Regions from separate parts of the Mus musculus genome. Here all the other regions are linked to region 2. Evidence: chromatin contacts called from public Hi-C data. All regions are on one chromosome and are shown on one strand. Each heading gives the region's core, a stretch centred on a gene start, on an enhancer-like site or on the middle of the called end of the contact. The rest is flanking DNA. Distances are from core to core; before and after follow the strand shown.

Evidence for each region. A called contact is a pair of places that touch in the nucleus more often than the background predicts.
Region 1: a Hi-C map of muscle stem cells shows a contact between it and region 2, with 2.3 times the contacts expected there. The contact joins the promoter of Trmo here to the promoter of Tdrd7 in region 2. A contact is called at or near these places in 1 of 39 promoter capture datasets (stem cell-derived epiblast-like cells), 1 of 484 Hi-C or Micro-C datasets (muscle stem cells) and 2 of 115 datasets of contacts at active chromatin or transcription factors (extraembryonic endoderm stem cells and pancreatic cancer cells).
Region 3: a Hi-C map of muscle stem cells shows a contact between it and region 2, with 1.9 times the contacts expected there. The contact joins the enhancer-like site here to the promoter of Tdrd7 in region 2. A contact is called at or near these places in 3 of 39 promoter capture datasets (the C10 cell line, embryonic stem cells and stem cell-derived epiblast-like cells), 2 of 484 Hi-C or Micro-C datasets (liver and muscle stem cells), 1 of 115 datasets of contacts at active chromatin or transcription factors (pancreatic cancer cells) and 1 of 9 other capture datasets (adipose tissue).

Annotation. Positions count from the first base shown.
Region 1 is chr4:46,388,146-46,390,845 of GRCm38.p6, forward strand. Trmo (tRNA methyltransferase O) reads right to left here and starts at 1,292. Exons shown (of 5, transcript NM_001347095.1): 1 at 1,173-1,292. The coding sequence starts at 1,248.
Region 2 is chr4:45,970,978-45,973,677 of GRCm38.p6, forward strand. It overlaps Tdrd7 (tudor domain containing 7), which reads left to right and starts at 1,320. Exons shown (of 17, transcript NM_146142.2): 1 at 1,320-1,459.
Region 3 is chr4:46,306,285-46,308,984 of GRCm38.p6, forward strand. The region is part of intron 2 of Gm12447; the gene reads left to right. All of the region lies in intron 4 of Gm12446 (predicted gene 12446), which reads right to left. Among named protein-coding and RNA genes, the nearest start is that of Gm12447, 3.5 kb to the left of the region's middle. Within about 2 kb of position 1,272, at least 8 of the 459 cell types and tissues checked have an H3K27ac peak or open chromatin away from gene starts, as enhancers often do. A contact at or near this core is called in liver and muscle stem cells, where this site is marked.

The sequences.
Region 1 (2,700 bases), core at 42-2,541, 420 kb after region 2:
ATATCTTATTAGCACAACCAGTAAGATCTAGCACTAACTCTCACAATATGTTTCCTTGCTTTTTGCTTATACAAACTCTTTTTACTGTTGTGATGTATTAGACCTATTTTAAATCCTTGGGAGACAGAGGCAGGCAGATCCCTGAGTTGGAGGTAAGCCAGAGCTACGAACACACAATTTTTTTTTTTTTAAAGTCTTTAGGTGTAGCTCAGGTATACCCAGAACCCTTCCTGCCACAAGAAGAGGGCAGCACAAAGTGGAGATTCTTAGAGGTTCTAATTCATTACCTCAAAGCTCTAAACCAACAAGAGGACAGCCTGGTCTACAGAGTGAGCACAGGCCAGCCGGGGCTTCACAGAAAAATCCTGTCTCCAGGGTAGGAGTGTGGAGACAAAAATACTCTTATACAGAGGGGGGAAAAGAATATATATATATATATATATATATATATATATATATATATATATATACATACATACACATATAGTATGTATGTAAGTTAAAGCATAATACACCTGCCAGCCACTCCAAAGACCTCAGTGCCACTTCTTGCATCTCTGTCGACTGCTTCCAGGAGCTGCAATCTGATCTTTATCATCGTTTACTTCCTTTCAGAAAGAGATCTTATCATATGTACTTTCGAGCCTAAACAATACATTTTGAATTCTATAAAAGCTGACACCACCCTGTAAATTATCTATATAAACTGCCTTTCTCTCTCCATCTATATTGTGTGCGCTTCTGACAACTTTGACGTTTTCTCCAAGAATATTTACAATTACTACTGTATAGTTTTTGTTTGTTTGGGGGTTTTGTTTTTAAATCCTCATCCATGTACTGGTGGGAAAAGATTAAAGGCGAAGAAACTTGGACCAAATGAGGGCATCAGTCACACACATCCCACCTTCCTGTAACCCCCTACGGAAAAAGACCACACTACACACGTGGCCGACGCAGCTACTGTACTGAAACTAAGCCCAGACCACACCCCGTGTACCAAGATCCTAATACGTCACTCCCGTTAGCCTTAGCATGTCACGTGGTCGTCGAGACACGTGACCCTTACTTTGGCGGCAAGGACAAGAATGTACGTCAGGTGGCTCGCGTTCTTCTGGCCAGGGAAGCGGGCCGCCTAGCTTAGGGTGCGGCGCCACCTTTTTCCATAACGTTACCTGCCTCCAGGGCCGGCTGAACGCACCCACATGGGGCCGCCGTAGCACACGAGCCCTGCTTCTCCAAGCCGCGCATGGTTACAGGCCGCTGAGTCGTCCGCGCGCCCAACGCTGATTTCCGCTTCCGCGCGTTAGGCTTTGGCGCCTGCGCAGTTGTCGCTAGGTGCCGGGTCTTGGAGAACGCGCTCAATGGCGGCCGAGCTGCCGCGTGGAGGGTGGGTTCCCGGACGCCGTGAGGCCCATCATTCACCCACCACGCGGCGATGGCGGCCTCGCGACAGCCTGCACCATACCCTCCGAAGGTGGGACATGTGGATAAAGATGTACACGCAAAGATACCCTTGAATTATAAGCGGCCTCGGTGACCAAAAATAACCTTGAGTTTAAAGGGAAAGGATGTGAATGTCCATCTATGATCACATAGCAAAAGAACTGGAGTTTGGGACTTTTTTTTTTCCATTTATTGTGTGCGCGGGAGCATGTCAAAGTCAAATGACAAAATGCCGGAGCCGATACTCCTCATGGCCGCGTAGCTCCCAGGATCAAAGTCAGGTCGTGTTAGCCGGTTCCTTTACTCGCTGAGCCAACTAGCGGCCCAAGAGCTGGACGTTAAATGTTTAAAATTTCCCTTGGACGTGGGCATACGTGTTATATTTATCACTCCCCTCCACTTTTTAAGTAATAACTATTTGTCGGAAAAGGGCAAGAAAATCAAGAATGGTAGGTGTTACAAGCAAGCTAGGCTAGAAGTTATTAAGTGAGAACGTTTGTGCTCCAAACCACTGGAACCGAAATAAGGATGAAGAGCCAGCAAAAACCGTATTTTCTCTCCCTGCTCCAATTGCCTGCTCTTTAGCCACTTGTAAGATTCTTTAACCGCCCCTCCCCCCCAAAAAAAGATTCTTTAACCCAAACTCTTTGCATACATGATTATGTTTGGGGATTTCAAAATCTTGTTGGTTTCGAAGAGAGGGGGGAATCCACCTGACATTACCTGTAATATAAAATATTAAAAAATGCGAATCCACGGATTAAAGGCTTAACCGTGAAAAGCTGTTTCCAAGTGTTTGTTGTCACTGACTAAACAAGTCCCTAGTAGGAAATAATCAGTATTAGGAGACAGGTTTTTGAGAGAAAGTTGTGAATTCTTAAGTTAAAACTGATACTGTGCCCTCTGTCAGTTTTGTCCATGAAATTTCCAAAAGTTTTTTACCCCCCTTTTTCTTGTAGAAGATAGAGTTGTTGTCTAGCTGGAGAAACAAGTTTGTGTGCCTTTGGGCAACACGTACACGCTGTAAAAATGGGCTAAGCTGCAGTTGCCACTAGTCGGCGCTGTTAATAAGACAGTCAAAAGTGAAAGGGGCTTGCCCTCCATCAAGATCTGCCACTCACTGCGTCTAATTCCCAACTCTGCCAACCACTGAGACTCAAAACCAAGTAGACTTGGAGATACTAGACCTAGGAATCTGTCATTAAAAATAGCGGAGCAAAAGGAGCTGGAGCGATGGCTCAGCAGTTCAAAGCACCA
Region 2 (2,700 bases), core at 70-2,569:
TTATGAAAGAGAACAGTGTTCAAAGAACACCCCTGGTCAAAGCCTTAAGACAGAACCTACTGAGCACAGGATATCCGGCTTTTCACGATCTCCTTCCAGTCTATTCATCGCCTACTGCAGCTTCCCAATGAATGCAAAGTTCCTTAAGCACAAGGTTTATAGGCCCTATACACTGTTGCTATTTGTCAGCAGGTATTGAGTCTGTAACAGTTAATTGTCTGCTCACCCACTGAAGGATGTTTATGCTATCTCTGTGTCTTTAAGTATTGCAAGCAAGGCTGATTTAAACATCCTTGTACGGGTCTGTGATGAATAAGCCCTTTCCTTTCTCTTGGGTCAATACCAGGGAGTGGAAACTCAGGGAGCCAAGGTTATAAAGTACTAGTGTATGCAACGACACAGAAGAGTCTCAATAGAATTCTGATGAGTGAAGAAAGCCAGATCCTCCCCCTTAATGACAATACATATGAAATAATTATATTTATATAAAACTCCAGAAAAAGCAAGAGCTCTATAGTAAGTAAGTGGGCACTTACAGGACTAAACGGTAGGGAATGAGGCAAACATTATAGAAAGAGAGAGAACTTTGAGGGTGTGGCTATGTTCCTCATGTTACTATCTGTGATTGTTTCTCTGTTGTATGCATACCAAACACATGAAAGTGTACATTTGAATCGTGCAGCTTATAGTATGGCAAGTGTACCTCAAACTGTTAAAAAAAATTGCTGATTGAGTAAGCAGCAGCAGGCTTTCAGCAAAAATATACAGAATGATGCCAAGTTTTCACAACGGGTTAAAGCAATCCAGCATTAAATAAATGTTAGTGGAATTACCGTGGAGTGAATAAATAGCAGCTATTCAACGTGTTTTGAATGAATTAAAGAATTTGATAAGTATTTATTTTATGCTTATTATATACTGGGCAGTGTTCTAGGATCTCTGCCCTCAAACAGCTTTAGTTTTAGAGCAGTGGATGAAAGCAGCGTTGTTACACACGCGTGAAGGGTATGTGGCAAAGCATTTTAATATAGTCCCCCTCCTCCAAAGAGTGACCTAGAAGACAGCTAAAGACAGACTGTCTAGAAGATGAAAAGAAGTATTGAGATGCTGAAGAGAACGAACTTTGTGGAAAGAGAAATAAATCCACACCCCGAGCGTCAGGACGGCGTGCGCACGCGCAGAAACCGCTAGGCGGCGTCGGTTTCCCTTCTCACACGCGGACCTCGAAGTGGGCAGCCGTGGCCGGAGCGCCTGCGTCTGCGCAGAGCTAAGCCGGCCGGCGAAGGGGCGGGGCGTGGTGCGACGGGGCGTGGCCCAGAGGGCGGGGCTTTAGGTGATTCCCAAGCCACGGCTCAGGCCGTGCGGGGAAACCGAAAGTGGGCGGCGGCCGCCCTGGCGGAGGGAGCGGAGGGAGCCGGGCCCAGAGGCGCGGGCTTGGGCCGCGGGTCCCCGGGACGAGGTGAGCTCGGTCGGGGCGCGACAGGTGCGGGCGACGCGGGGCGGGCTGCGGGACGGCAGGGCACGGGCAGGACAGCGGCTGGGCGCGGCGCCTCAGGCCCGGGCCTGGTCCCCGCCGTGGCGGGGTTCCAGAGCGTCGTGCGTGACGCCCCGGGACGTCCACCCAGCCGGTCGCGGTGCAGCAGGAGCTGCAGAGGGGGGCGTGGGAGGCGCGCAGCTCTGAGCAGGAAGTAGCTCCCGGTCAGGAGCAACCGGCCTCGGCCGCCCGTGCTGGGCAGCGGTACCCGAGCTCTGCGCAGTTGTGCCAGCCCCGCGGGCCACACTGCGGCGGCCTCCGCCCTCGAGACCGGCCGGTGCAGGCCGCGCACATCACACAGGACCTACACGTAGCCGTTCCTGTCAACCGTGAGCGCTGGGGAGGAAACAAGCATTCACGGAGAAGTTGTCTTGGAAGTCAAGTGGGAGCTGACAGCCTTTCTGCTCCTGTCCGCTTGAGGGTACATTTCTGTCAATATCCAGGGCTACCACTACCCAGTCATCTTGGGGAGCAGGGAAGAGAGGTGTGTATAGATGTTAAAGCCCAACCCCAAAGGATTCTGATACCAACACCACAAACTAACCGAGAAAACCACGATTCGTGTTGGTGGTGCCCACCTATGCTCTGCAGGTGGACGTTTGCAGAGAAGTGTTCTTGGAACTAGAAACGCCTTTAGTGGCAGAAGTGTAATTTAGAACTAAATCCCTGTCTCTTCCCGACCTCCATGATGTGGATGAAAATGTGGCATTCTACAGTGCGGCCTTTGCAGATAATGTATTGGAATCTGAGCTTCTAAAGCTTAAATGTAAGGTCGGGAATCAATTGCACCTCTGGTCTCTAAGTCTGCTCAAGAACCGAATGGGAATAGCTAACTGACCCTTTGAAGTGTTCTCAAGACAAGATAAGTCTTTGGCTCATAATAATAATCTTCTAAAGAGGCTTTCTATTTACCCAAACTGCCCATATTTTACAGGTTGGGATTTCAAGGTTTTTGATGACAGGGACACGCAAATTTTTAGGATAAGTTAGCATATAGTGTAGACTCAGCTGACGTAGGCGAGCTTCAGTTACATGCAAAGGACTGTGCTGGCCATAGAGCCCGCAGCTCCTCAGCCCTTCTCTTTGGTAGATTTTCTCTTTGCTAAGACAGTGAGGCAGCACTTGGCAGTGCCTTAAGATTTTAGTCCCTGTGGATTGAAAGTGGA
Region 3 (2,700 bases), core at 22-2,521, 340 kb after region 2:
TCATCCATTCTAACTAGGATCTCTCGGTGCTGAATTCAAAGCCTCAAACTTGTGAGGAACACGTTTCTGTTGTTCGTAAGTCACCCGGCTATGGCGTCTTTTTATAGCTATTTCCTACTGTCCTGTTAGTTGCCTGCCCTTCACTGTAGCCACGTGGCACTTACTGGTGTGTGTGTGTTACATGTACTTATGTAGTATGTATGTATGTATGCATGCATGCATGCATGCATGTACCAGGCAGCATGTGTGAACTTCAGAGAACAACTTGGTAGAGTCACTTCTGTCCTTCCTCCTTTAGATAGATTTTGGGATCAGACTCGGGTCACTAGGCCTGCACAGGAAGCCCCTTTACCCACCAGGCCACCTTGCCAGTCCCGTGTGCAAGGATCCACTTGTCTATAAATCTCAACCCAGACACTTCTTGTACATAGATTTTCCCTGACTTCTCCAATCCCTAACTACCTAGGCATCGTTCCTATTTGCTTGCAAAATAAGAATGTTTGGGCTCTTATGATGAATATTTTTGATAGAGTTATATGGATTAAGTTTTAATTAAAATTCATATAAAGAGTGAGGTGCAGTGGTGAATGCATGTAAAACTAGCACTTGAGAGGCAGGGGCAGGAAACTTGCCAAAACTTCCAGGCCAGATTGAACTATAGAGTAAGACCCCCCCCCCATCTCAAAAATAAAGCTAAAACTGACTTCAATGCATCTAGAAAATAGAACTCTAGACAGTATCTGAAAGGCTATCTGCCAAAATCTTAATAGAGATCCTCTGTGAATAGTGGGATTATAAGATATTTTAATCTTACTCATTTTGCCTACCTGTCTCTTCTGCATTTATCTAATTATGAGATTTATAAATGAAAAAAAGAAAAGTCCGTTGACTGGCCATCTGTAATCACAAGCCTGAGGCAACTGGCTAGGGTAAATTGGGGTTTTTGGCGTGCCTTGCCAGTTTGAGAGGGGAGGAGTCTACATGCCAAGGTAAAATGCCTTCTGTTCCCAGTTCAAGTACACAGCAGGAAGAAAAGGCGGCTGCTGCTTTGGTAGAAATGGATGCTGTAAGAATGTTCATTCATTGAAGAACGTAGCCAGGGGCTTTCTAAACTGATAGTATTCGTCAATGCCTTGGAGATCTTCTAGTTCCACCCCCTCACCTTGGAACCGGAAGACTTGGTGGCCTGCCAGACCTGCCGGATCACACAGGGAGGTGATGGCAGAGCTGGAATTTGGATGCGTTCCCTCACTCCCTGCTCTCTGCTCATTCCAGCATATGTTCCCACCCATCCCCAGTCATGCGCCCGAGACACACACACACACACACACACACACACACACACACACACTCGAAACAGTCATCTCTGCAGCTGTTGCATTCTAGTCTCACAGTTTCCTGCAGAGCAGTCACCAAGCATTCTTCCATAACTGTCCCTTTTTTTTTAATGTTGCGTATTGTATCGTCTTCCCCCTATGAGGTAGGCATGAGCATCCTCTGCTCTTTGAGGACCCTGAGATTCAAGGGAGTAATTTTCTCAAGGTCAAGTATTAAAAACAGAATTCAAGGACTCCCAGGAAAGCCCTCCCTGCCCAGGAACTCCTTGGTCCACACTGCCATGCCAGGGGGGTGTCTGGTTTTAGGGTGGCAGAGAAATGGTTTTGAGAGGTTTAAAGTCCTCCGGGTCTCCATTTCATGCTGCATTCCAGTCCTGAAGCTGTGTTTAAGGGTAGTTTAAAGCGTGACTTCTGCAATCTGGATCCTGGCTCTGCCGCCTAGTTATTGTGCAACTTTGGGCAAGTTACTTAGTTTCTCTGTGCCCCGGGTTTCTCCTGTGCAGAGGGTGGGTAATAACAGCCCTTAATTCACAGAGATAGGACAGGGATGTGGTGAGTTACAACATGAAAGCACATGAAACGGTGCCTGGCACGTGGGGAGCTCTTCCAAGCATTACCATCATTATCGCTTATCCCACCATTACTATCACAAAGCACTTGGATCTCGAATAAGGGCCAGCGAGATGGCCCAGCAGGAAAAGGTGCTTGTTGCCAAGCCTGACGGCCTGAGTTCAATCCCCGCATCCTTGTATGTGTCGGAAGGTTGTCTGTCTCACACACGCTATCATATATGTGCACACATAATTCACTATACACAAGCAAATGTAATAAGAACAAAACTGTGAGTGCTAAGACAAAGATGTCTTCCTGGAGGAAGGCATCTGGAGGGATTGTCTGGAAGCCATACACAATCAGAAGCTAACAGTGCGGCAGATGCAGTAACGTGCATGTGATGTCACTTGTCCGAGGGATTGGCCCAATTTGGGATGGAGCCCAGCTCCCCTGAGCCGGTCTCTGTTCCTCCTCACGGTTTGGAATTTGCCTCCACACTGAACATGTAGGCATGATCTGAAGTCTTTCCACATGGCACCAAAAAGAGGTTCCTGAGGCCACGGCTGCCCCGGCCGACGATGTTACTAATGTGGAAATAGCCAATAAACATTCACCAAGTGAGTCAATGAATCAAAGGTGTTAGGGAGAAGCCTGCCAACTTTCTCCTCAGTTCTCCTCCATGTGTAGGCATGAAGCAAAGGCAGGGCAAGATGTCTACAGGAGACCCGGGAGACAGCTGCCTGCCCGTTCTTCATGCACAAAATGATGGCTAATTTGAGCAGCACCACTGGCTGCCTCATTCCTGGCCACA